2 separate regions of the Mus musculus genome follow, and region 2 is linked to region 1. The links are chromatin contacts, called in public HiChIP or PLAC-seq maps. All regions are on one chromosome and are shown on one strand. The core of a region is the stretch at or near the end of the contact, and the rest is flanking DNA. Distances in the headings are between cores, read along the strand shown.

What was found. HiChIP or PLAC-seq counts read pairs in DNA pulled down with a chosen protein or histone mark.
Region 2: an H3K27ac HiChIP or PLAC-seq map of the HPC-7 cell line shows a contact between it and region 1, with 5 times the contacts expected there. The contact joins the enhancer-like site here to the promoter of Abcc1 in region 1. A contact is called at or near these places in 10 of 39 promoter capture datasets (the 3T3-L1 cell line, 3T3-L1-derived adipocytes, the HPC-7 cell line and 7 more), 1 of 15 datasets of contacts at CTCF or cohesin (CD8 T cells), 1 of 484 Hi-C or Micro-C datasets (brown adipocytes), 8 of 115 datasets of contacts at active chromatin or transcription factors (CD8 T cells, the HPC-7 cell line, bone marrow-derived macrophages and 3 more) and 4 of 9 other capture datasets (adipose tissue, embryonic stem cells, liver and 1 more).

The regions. Positions count from the first base shown.
Region 1 is chr16:14,359,264-14,364,933 of GRCm38.p6, reverse strand. It overlaps Abcc1 (ATP-binding cassette, sub-family C (CFTR/MRP), member 1), which reads right to left and starts at 3,376. Exons shown (of 31, transcript NM_008576.3): 1 at 3,291-3,376. The coding sequence starts at 3,338.
Region 2 is chr16:14,407,843-14,414,208 of GRCm38.p6, reverse strand. Abcc1 (ATP-binding cassette, sub-family C (CFTR/MRP), member 1) reads right to left here. Exons shown (of 31, transcript NM_008576.3): 8 at 3,276-3,509; 9 at 2,583-2,760; 10 at 827-988. Among named protein-coding and RNA genes, the nearest start is that of Abcc1, 49 kb to the right of the region's middle. Within about 2 kb of position 4,263, at least 10 of the 459 cell types and tissues checked have an H3K27ac peak or open chromatin away from gene starts, as enhancers often do. A contact at or near this core is called in the HPC-7 cell line and bone marrow-derived macrophages, where this site is marked.

The DNA.
Region 1 (5,670 bases), core at 2,127-4,626:
ACTTTTCTTATTCTTCACTTTTGTTTTTGTTTCTTGAGGTCAGGGAATTGAGCATGGGACCTCAGACTTACTAGGCAAGTGTTGTATCACAGAACTAATCTCCAGTCCTTTTTTACATGTGATTTTAAAACAAGGTCTTATAAGTTACCCAGGCTAGCCTTGAACTTGTGGTCCTCCTGCTTCAGCTTCTTCAGTAGCCAGGATGACAGGCCTGCACCAGGCTTAATACATATTTTCTAATTTTCTAATTTACTGTGTGTGATATATAGATGTGGGATATATACATGTGTGTACATGTGTAAGAGCACACATACCAATTTATAGGACAAAGGAGTATGCCAGGTGTCTTCCTCTATCATCCTTCATATTTCCTTGAGTCAGGGTCTCTCACTGAACCTGAAACTTGCTCTTTTGGGAAACTCCACCCGCTCAATGCTACAGTTATAGACAGAGCCAGGGCTGGCTATTTACATGGGTCCTGGGACTCAAACTTAGGTCTCCCTGCTAATACATCAAGCACGCTTGCGCACTGAGCCATTTCCTCATACTTTTTTTTTTTTAAGTAACTTACAAAGAAAGGCCCAAGTCCCTTTTCCCAACCTTCTCTCAAAGATCAGCCACAAAACCACGGACTTCCTACCAGCTCCACACTCCCACTGAATAAAGCAAGCCCCTGCCAGCTCTTAGCTCAGCTTTCCACTTACATAACATTGTTTCTCTGTTCTCATCCTAGACCTTTGCACAAGGGAAGGTTGTAAGTTCTCAGCAGTAGACCCGAGCTAGCCCAGGAGCAAGACTCCGAGAGGGTTCCTGACGGCTGGAATCTTGACTTCTCTAAGCATAATGTTGGTCCTAAAAGGATCCAAGTACCAGTAGCAAAAGGACAGCAGCCCACTCCCATCGATCTCCGGGAGTCCTTACAAGCCCTGCTTCGCTGATTCTGTGGGCTGTGCTCGCCTGGTGTCCTCACACCGGGCTTCTACAATCCTTCCTCCCCATCTTCTGTGGTTCCTCAAGTCCCACCTAATATTTGGTTGTAGGTCTCTGCATCTGCTCCCATCTGAAGGGAAACAGGAGCAGATCTGGGGAAGATGGGGATGTGAAGGGAGGAACAAGGAGGGGAGGAGGGAGGGGAAGCTGCAGTTGGGATACAATACAATACATGAGAGAAGGCTAGACCACGAACACTGATAAGACCATGGCCGCAGCCCAGAAGGGCTGTTCTATAGAAACTGAGCACAGTAAACAATGAAACAACTCAAGATGGTGAGGTCTAGAATGGCAGGGTGTGGCAGCGGTATAGATATGCTGGTGCAAAGCCACCTACTTTAGTTTATTGTTCTTTGAAGCAGTCTTGCTCTAGCACAGCTGGCCTGAATTTCACTTCTCCTGCCTCAGCTTTCCCAATGGTGTGATTACAGATAGGTGCACACCAGGCCAACCAACCCACTCTGTTTTGTGTTTGGATTCTCTAGCTACACATAAGTTCTTGCTTGCCAGTGGCCCTCTCACCCATTCTGATTCCAGGACTCCAGAAACAGGGTGTCCATCAAGCCTAGACCAGTGAGAGAGAAGAGGGGCCGAAAGGAAATCTGCAAGATGAGACTTAAGGGAGGATGGGAAGCTGCCTAAGGGGAAGGCCAGCCACCACTACTGCCAAACACAATCCATCCATCTTCATTTTCTGTGGCAAAAAGTTCCAAGAAGGAAAGAACACCAAGTCAGGCTTCTTGGGTAGGCTTTTTAGCATATTAGAAGCTAGAGAATACCTCCCAACATTTCCTAGTCATCACTGCGCAACAATAGGATACATCCAGATGTGAACTGGTGAGAGGCTTGAGGACCTCAGAACCCACACTGTGGAAAGAGAGTTCCACACAAGTCTGATGTGCGCATGTGCCATGGTATGCATACACTCAAACATACACACACACACAATATATGTATGTGTGTGTTATATATATGCAAAAATAAAATATGCAAACTGGTAGAAAATCTAATGTCTACTTCCCCTCCACCATAAGAGAAAAAAGAAATTCAGGAAATACTCCAGCACCCATGTTAGTGACCCAGATCCCCCTGAGTTCTTGCAAAATAACCTCGTTGTCTCTACACTTGGCACAAGGGTAGAGGACACACAGTGTTCCTGTGTGGCAAACAGGCACCTATCTCTTGCAGACTCCCGAATGTAAATCACAAGCTCTGTTTCCAGCTCTGGAGAAACCTCCAACCTCTTGGCTTTAAAATGAACCATTTATCCAAGTATGGTAAGTTTCTCAACCAAAATTGGCACCCTCCTCACCCAAAAGTCTCCCAGGGGGCCTTCAGGGGTCATCATTCCTAATGCAGTCTATCACGGAGGTACCACAAAACAGAACAAATACTTGTGGGCGCTAACCATCAGCTGCTAAGAAACAGGGATGTTTTTCTTGTTTCTCAAACAAAAAGAAAAGTCATTGTGTCCAGGGTTTCCTATTGTAGTCACTAATAATCAGGACAATGTGATGCAGGAGTGTTCTGGAATAACAGGCAAATCGCATTACAGGAACAGCATTACAGGAACACGAAATACACAAGCACTGGAGATTAGAGCAGTCAGCCAGGGAACCCAGCCTAGGATCATTTCACAAGAAAGCTACCTGGAGAGGGCCTGAAGTCCCCGGGACATCCCCAGAGCAGCGGAGTCTCTCTGACTCAGAGTAGAAGGCACTCTCCTGGTTACAGAGTCCAGGGCATTTTCCACTGCACCCCAAACCTACAAAAAGAGACAGAAAGGCCCTTCTCCCCTCTCTTGGCTTTTCCTTATTTCCTTAAAGTTCCCTGATAGCATTTAGGCAGAAAGGAGAGAGGATGAGAAAAAAAAACATGAAGCCAGAGTAAACGAGAGGTAAAACAAACAGTGGGGAACCCCAACACAAGCGATGGGAAGTCCCTTTCTAGAGTCTGGGCTCCTGCACGGTGCTCTATGATAGTGTGTGCGCGGTAAACGGAGATCCTACCCCCACAAAACACAGAAAATCCCCAATTTGCTGCCTCCAGATCTGGCGTCCCTTCCCGATGGCAGAACCCCAAAGCACAGAGGCACCTCCCCGCACACACCCAGCTCTCCCGGAACCCGGTCCCCAGAGTAAGAGAGCGGCGGCTACGCCGGGGCCCGGGTGGCGAATCCCCGCGTAAGCAGAGCAGGGCTCCGGCTAGGGGAGCAGCTGGGTCCGCGCGTCCCAGCGTCCCCCCACGTCCTCCGAGTCCCCGGTCGCCCCCGCGCCGTCCCCCGCGGCCCACCACCTTACCCAGAGTGGATCGGAGCCATCAGCGCTGCAGAAGCTGCGCAGCGCCATGCGGGCGGCCGGCTGAGCGAGGAGGCGCAGCGCCGCGCGGTTGGCCCGCGTCACCGGGATGCAGCCCCGCCCCACCCCGCCCCGCCCCGCGCGTGGGAGCGAGCACGGCCACGAGTTGCCCTGGCCTGGGCCTGCAGGCCTCGTCTGCAGCTCCCACTCACTGGCGGCTCCTAAAGCCGACACGGCCCGGAAGAACCCCGCACTGGGCCCTCCACACCTGGGCTTCATCCCAGGTGACCCTAACTGTACCGCTGGCCCCCCGCTGCGGGAGAACGCTCGGTGCTTGCGTGATTTTAGGGCTTTTTCCTTCAGTTGCACCTGGAGGGATATGGATGTGAGCTCCCAAGAAAGGAAAGAGAACAGATAAGGAAACTGAGGCTCAGAAAGGTGAGGAAATTCGCTCAGAGTCCCTCAACGAGTAGAAGTGTAGTTCGTTTGAATCAGGAGCCCTATGAATCCATTCTAAACACTGAGATCTCCATCCTGAACACCAGTTTGCCACCCCTCCTCCATGGTCTGCAAAGCACCCTGGGAATTTCTCCCATTCTGAGTGCAGCCAGGAAATAACTCATTTCCTTATTACTTGGTATGAGGAATTTGGGGACAGGGTTTCATATAATAACTAAATCTGGCCTCTAAAGCACTATGTAGTAGAGGATGAATGACCCTGAACTTGTGAGCCCCTCTGCCTCCATTTTTTTTTTTTTTTTTTTTAAGACAGACTGAAGTTTCTCTATGAAGCCCCTGGCTGTCCTGGAACTCAATTTGTAAACCAGGCTGGCCTCGAACTCAGAGATCTGCCTGCCTCTGTCTCCCAAGCTCTGGGATTAAAGGTGTGCATCACCTTTCCTCCACTTCTTATTACCCCAGCCACCTGGGGCGCTGACAACAAAACCCAGGCTTCCTCCTAGGTTTTGTTGTCAGCAGGAACCACTCCACCAGCTGAGCTATGTATACCCCTGAAAAAATATTTTAATTTAAAAAGTAATAAAGAAAATGAGTAAGATAAACAATTTTTGAAGGTCAACCACAAGTCAGGTCCCCCTCAGTATGAATAAGAGTTTGGTGGTGGTGGTGGTGGTGGTGGTGGTGGTGGTGGAGGTGGTGGTTGTAGTAACAGCATTTACTTCTATGTGTGTATGTGTGTGGGTGTGTATATAAACTTGTGCTTGTGGAGGTCAGGACAGCCTGGGAGAGTTGTTTTTTGTGGAACTTTGTGGATTCCAGGGAGCTAACTCAAGTCATCAGGCTTGGCAGGAAGTTTCTTTACCTCTGTGAATAAGTTTTTTAAAGATAATTACTTTCAGGTAACAATTCTCAATGCACTGTTACCCATATTTATTGAGCATCTGCTGTATAGCAGGAGTCTTGCTAGGCTCTAGCAAGCTAGCAGCTGGAATATGCTCAGATCTGACAGACGGGAAAGTGGAGCTGTATTTTCATGTGTTTTAGTGATAAGGCAACAGATCTTAATGACATGCTTTCATAATCGGAAAGTGTATTTGAAACTGTTGCAAGATCCAGGAAGGGGATAAAGAGGATCAAGGGGGCCAGGCCTGCTCAGGTAAAAGTCTAGAAGGCTTTCTGAAAGAAAGCTTTTGAGCTAAACACAAGCATGGTTGGGATTCCAGCCTGGGCTGGGCTGTGTCTTGAGCTGAGGAAAGCAGCCTATAAGAAAACTATGAAGCAGCCAAGACTGGTGGTGAACGCCCACGATCTCAGTACTTGGGAGGCTGAAGGAGGATCTTGAGTTCGAGGCCAACCAGGACTGCATGAGACCCTGACACAAAACGTAGAACAGAGCAGTTCTGGTGACAAAGCTTAGCTGGGTAAGTACTACTGCACAAACCTGAGAACCTGGAGTCTGGACTCCAGCATCCATGTCAGAAAACGCCCATGTGTCAGGGCACATCTGTAATGTGGTCCTGGGGAGATGGAGACAGGCAGATTCCTAGAACTCAACAGCCAGTCAGCCTAGCCCAGTTGTGAAGTCTAAATTCAGTGAGAGATGCTGTCTCAACAAATAAATCAGAGACAGCCAGTGAGATGGCTTATCCAGCAAAGGTGCTTGCATGCAGCTCTGACAACCTGGTCTCCCAAGCCCACAAGGTAGCAAGAGAGGATCGACTCCTGAGGCTCTTCTTTGACCATCACTAGTGCTCCAGAGCACATCTGCACCTGCACTCACACATATACACAAAATAAATTTCATTTCATTTGAAAATTAAGGGGAAAGGTTGGGCAGGGCTCCACACACCTTTAACCCTAGCACGGAGAAGGCAGAGGCAGGTGGCATGAGTGAGAGACACTCAAAAGAAGCAAAAGCAGGGAT
Region 2 (6,366 bases), core at 3,014-5,513, 48 kb before region 1:
TTAGAAATGAGAACTCCTCCCCTACAATACCTTGAGTCTGCTCAGGGCATGGTGGATCTTTATTCCTTACAACCAAGAGGCTCCTGCCCAATATACTTAGGTTCTAATAAATGAGTTTGTTTCACACTTGAGGTGGTACAATCGAACAGAATTGGTGGGTTAACAACATAAAAGGCTAACATAAAAATGTTAATTCTATATACTTCATGAAAAGACTAACACAGTTGATCATAGTGATGCATGTCTGTAATCTCAGTACTGGGGAGACATAAGCAGGAGGAGCTCTGTGAATTTGAGGACAGCATGATAGATATAGCAAGTTTCAGGGCAGCAAGGACCTTGTCTCAAAAGAAAAACAATAAATAAAAAAGCTGGGTATAGCAATGTACATCTATCATTCCAGTGCTGGAGTAGGGAGAGTGGAGGCAGGTCTGGAGTTCATTGGCCAAGAACCCTAGCTAAATCAGTGAGCTCCAGGCTCAGTAAGAGACACACTTTCAAAAAACAAGATGAAGAGAGATTGAGGAGGATACCTGAGATGATGCGCATCTCTCTCTCTCTCTCTCTCTCTCACACACACACACACACACACACACACACACACACACACACACATACACAAAGAAATGACAATGCATACATACTATACACATAGAACTAAACCCTGATGATATAAGGAAAGAATAACCAGAAACTAGCAAAAAGACCAGAAAATAAAATTTAAATGGAAGCAAGAAACATTCCTTCCCACCCATACCCACCCTGTCAGTGCCTAGACGAGGTCAGCCCTCCCTGCACAAGGAGGAGACCAAGGGAAAACACACACCAGCCACAGGAAGTAGAGGGCTAGGATGACTTGCAGAGGGGCTGACCAGATCATGTTAATGTACGTGGCCAAGTCCATGAAGCGCTGAGCATCCACGGACATGAGGTTGACAATCTCTCCGACCGTGGAAGATTTTCTAGCTGCATTGGTGATCAAAAGAGCCTGTGGGGTTCAGGAGAGAGGAAGAGGTGAGCCTACCAGTGAAGGCAAAGGGTCATGGACCTCCCCAGACCCTGGACAAGACTCTGGACAGCAGTACGTGCCTATCTTTCTCCTCTCCATCCTGAGCTGTTCCAGGCACTTTCCAAACCATGACCTTATATACTTCATATGCAGGCGTGTCACCTGGGGTCCTTAATCAGCAGGTCTGTGTTTAGGCTAAGATTCTGGATTTCCATGTTGTTGGCCTCAGATCCTAACACAAGGTTCTTGGCCTTATTACCCTGACACTGGGAGCTAGACAATGCTTTGTTTGGCCAGTCTGCATACTAACTGAAAGACAGTCCCTGGCCTCAACGCAGAAAATGCCCTCATCCCAAGCTATGATACCTAAAGTGTCTTGCGGTGTCAATGGCCTTAAAAATATCCCTATGTCTCTGAACACTGCAACCTTGACTTCAAGGTCCCACTGGTCTGGGATGCTGCCTACATACCAGGACTCAAGCTAATAGATGAGTGCAATTTGTAATCAGGGGTGAGAAGCACTAGGAAAACTGCCTCTCTTGCCAGCCTGTGAGCCCCGTGGTGCAGAAGCCAGGACATGTGTGGGCTGAATCGCTGGGTCCCTTTAAGTTACCTGTTTGTTTTCTAATGAGAGAAAAAAGTACGGACTTGAGTAGAGGAAAAGGATCTGGGAGGAACTGAAGGAGGAGAAACCTTGATCAGAATATACTGTATGAAAAAAACCTTATCTTCAATAAAAACTAAAATTATGGAAAAAAAAAAAACTGAACATCAACAACAACCAAAAAGTAGAAATGGGGCTATGGCCCAAGCTCTGTGAACAGTCCCTGCCAGCCATGTGCACTTCCAGCATGGTGAAACAAATAAAAATATTTAAGCTTGTCTGCCTCAATTCAAGAAGCACGCTCTCTCTTCAGTTCAAATGTAGGGTGACAGTGAAGGCAAACCCAGGATGTGAAACTAGAATATTTAACACAGATTCCTTTTCTTTAAAAAATAAAAATAAAAAAACTGTGCACACGTATGAACATGTATATGCAGACACATGCATCCACGGAGCACATGTGGAGGGCAGATGTTGTCCTAGCGTTCCAAACTGTTTGAGACAGGGTCTCATTACTACTGTACCCAAGGCTACCTGGCTCAGGAGCTTCTAGGAATTCTCCTATCTTCACTGCTCAGTGCATATATATGCACTACCTTGCCAAACTTACCTAGTTCTGGAAATCCAAACTCAGGTTGTCAAGCTTACACTTTACCTAGTTAGACATCTCCCCAGGTTCTGAACTTGAATTTCCATCCAAGACTTCATCAAAGAGAGCCAATCTGTCTAAGAAACCCAGCTACCCACAGGTAACATGTAGTCTCACTAATATCCCTCACACTTGCCACTGAGAGCCATTTTATTAAGAGATAAGCGTGATGAGAGCTATCTTTGGCCCCATGGTCCCCACAGCCCCCATCCTTTCTTTGCTGAGGATGCTGGCCTGGAAATCTCCACAGGTCCTGGAGAGCTCCAGCTAGCTGTCCCTGGATTATGGGGTCACAGGATTGGGTGTGGTGCCTGGCCTACCTTACGATAGACAGCGCCCACCACAGCAGTCTTGATGCGCATGCCACTGACGAAGCAGATATGAAAGTACTGGTGGAGTGCCAGTGTCTGCAGACAGGCGCTGACAAACAGCAGTGCTGTGTAAAAGTAGCCCTGCCAGTCGGGAGCCTCCCTGTCATTCACGAAGTTGATAATCAATCTGTGGGGGTGGGAGGGAGATTTAAGTGTGATACATACAGTAGGGGCAAATACTTTCAAGTCACCCTAGTGATTTCCACCTGAGCCATCCACCAGGCAACACTTTACCTTATAGGGGTGCTATGACTGCCAGGTACCAGATTATTACAACAGAGACCTCTGCCTTGGGATCACGATACCGATAGTTAGGTCTCTCCACCAGCACGTCACTCAAAGGTAGTCAAATAGAGCACACTGAGACCAAGGTGATGGAGAGAAAGATGGCAGAGGCCCGCTTGCTGGATTCTTGGTTTCCAGCTGCAGATATTCATGAGATCTACCTGCACCCTTGCTCTAGACAGTCCCATATCCTCCTAACTTTGGATTCAGGAGGTTTTCGTGACTTGCAATCAAAGTGGCCACAACTCAGATAGTAATTAAACAAAGCTGGGGAAGATGAAGGTAAGGGGCCGGTAACAAGCCTGCTCTGGCATATGACAGGACCGCCCAGGAGGTTATGGGGAACCAGGTTCTTACTCCAAGATCTTGGGGCCGGCAAACATCATCAGGTCATGAAGGGCCTTGTACAGGAAGCTCATGAGGAAGTAGGGACCAAAAGTCTTGTATAACACCTTGAACAGAGAGGGCTCCCGATCCTTGTGGGGTGACTTGACAATCAGTGCCTCCACCTCCTCATTCACATCCAACTGGGAACTTCCCTTAGGCTTGCTGGGATCTTTGGGAGGGGCATACACAATCCGTACAGGCTGCCTATAATGAGAGGAGAGTAAAGCAGTTATCTGGTCTACCAGAGATAGCCCACAGTCAAGAGAATAAAGAAGAGCCGGGCGTGGTGGTGCACGCCTTTAATCCCAGCACTCCGGAGGGAGAGGCAGGCGGATTTCTGAGTTCGAGGCCAGCCTGGTCTACAAAGTGAGTTCCAGGACAGCCAGGACTACACAGAGAAACCCTGTCTCGGAAAAAAAAAAAAAAAAAAAAACAGAATAAAGAAGAACAGAACCCAAGACATATCACCATAGAGTCAAGCTTAATGCAGTGAGTATAACCCTGGACTTGGGAGCCATGGGTTCAGATTCCCCCTGGGCCATCTGCTGGCTGCAACTGCAGGGATACTAAGGCTAGTTTCCTCGTTTGCAAGGCAGGGCTCATAGTAGCCACGCGTGGTGGAATGTGACTGTAACTCCAGTGCTGGGAAGCTGGGAGAAAGAGGTCACAAATTGTCGGCAACGATGAGCAACATAATGAGGCTCTGAGTCAATAAACTGGAAGTCCTGCCTCCCTCATGGATGGACAGAATGACAGGCGTGCTGGCCCCAAGCTCAGCTAGACACACAATCCTAAGAGGCTGTAGCTGAAAAGCATGGCAGCATGATGGCCCCAAACTCCTCTACAGATTCACAATCCCTATCAGAAGCTCAGACGGCTGCTTCGCATCACAGGAAGTGATGGGGCAGTTCTAAAATCTGAAATGGGAACTAGAGACCCAGATAAGCTAAAGCCTTCCTAAAAGAGAAGACAAAGCTGACAGATGTCAAGACAGAAACAAGGAAGCCACACAGGGATCAGTCTGGGCCCACAATTAAGGGCCCAGAAGCTGGTGATTTCTGTCAAGTCTATTCACTGGAAATAAATCTTTTTTTTTTTCCTCAAAAGCTGGTGATAGGCCAGGCAAAGTGGCTCATGCCTGCAATCTTAGCACTTGGGAAGTAGGTAGGAGGAGTGCCAGGAGCCTGGGCTACATACATGTATAGGAAGGGCCTCTCTAAAATTAAACAAAACAAAACAAAATAGTAATAGGAAACTAGATAGCCACATGCAAAGAATAAGCTGGACCATGATACCATATTATGTATAAAAAGCAAAGACTTTTTTCTATTTATGTTTATGTGCACTATATGAATGCAGGTATTTGTGAAAGCCAGAAACGGGTGTTGGATCCCCAGAAACCAAAGGTTACAGGTGGTTGTAAGCTACCTGGGGTGGGTGCTAGGAGCCAACCCTTGGTCCTCTGTACTGGAAGCAGGAGGTCTTACCCATGGAGTCATCTCTCCAGCCCCACAGAAATACACTTAGAAAGGATCCAACTTCTACATGCAGAAGCCAAGAGCTATAAAGCCTGCCAAGCATGACCTGCACGTGCTTGAAGTCCAGCACTTGGCAGATGGAGGCAGGAGAACCTTGACGTTCAAGGTCACTCTCAGCTATATAGGAAAGAAAATACCAGCCTGGGTAGGGTTATGTGCCAAAACTTTATATCAAAGGTGAAACAAAATAAAACCACCACCACCACAAAACAAACCAGTATGGCTACACAAGTTTCCAATCAGACTTGTTTCATAAACTTGAGTCACAATGACTTAGCCCTGTGACCATCCTTCTGTGTGGTGTTGTAGTTCTGTCCTGTCCTACATAGGATAGTCCTGAATAAAGACAAATACCCCACCAGACATCCACACCACTAAAATGCTAACCTGAAGTCCCCTATCTACAGACACAAGTTTATACAGATTGTATTCTTACACATTTATATACAGTACTCCCTCTTATCCATGGATACGACTGGTTCTGTTTTCTTACAAATACCTATGATAAAAGTTTAACCTTCAAGTCAAACATCAGTTTTTTTAAAAAGGAAACACACCATCCTGTAGTAAAATGGCACAATGTAAGTGTGTTCTGTTACTCTCAAAACAACGTCTACTACCCTCACCCTTCCTGTGGTCCTCAGAGACAGCAGACTGAGGCAACGACAGGCCTGTGTTGTACTTTAGACTGCTACCTAAGTCTGGTTTTTGTTTTTAATTTATTTATTTTACGTATATGAGTGCTCTATCTGCATATAAACCTGCATGCCAGAAGGGGGCACCAGATTACATTATAGATGGTTGCAAGCCAACATGTGGTTGCTGGGAATTGAACTCAGAATCTCTGGAAGTACAGCCAGTGCTCTTAACTACTGAGCCAACTCCCCAAGATCATTGCTGAACTAACAGGACAGACACAGTAGACAAAAGAATTTTGTCACCTTGGATGACAGAATATGGTGGAACAAGAATTATATATAATTTAAAACTTAGGAATGGAATTTTAGATTTAATATTTCCAGATCTTGTTTGATCATGGGTAACTAAAACTATAGATATGGGAAGAAGAGCATACCTCAGTCTTTTAAACGAATAAGCAATTAATAGCTACTTTATTTTGTTTTACACTACCTATTTTGAGATGAGCTATCCTTTACAAATGTGTCCCTGGTAAAGTTACTCTACTCCCCTTTGCCTAATGCTGTAACTTCTAAACCAGCAGCAACAACAAAAACCTTGCAATGGCTGACAAAAAAAGAGCTATGACAGTCAACTATGACAGGGAAAGGAAGGGGTCAAAAAGGAATTTCTAGTCCATAAATGTCCCCAAAGAATGCTTTTAATTTATCAGAACATGAAACACCAGTGGTCTTTAAATCAAATCAAAAAGCAGAGTTAAGGACTTCCTCGTCTGTTCTTTGATTAAAAAAAAAAAAACTGACTTGCCAAAAATAATGTTTACCTAAAGAATTAGAAATGTACTCAGGAGACAAGGCCATGGGTAATCCAGGAATGTACCAACT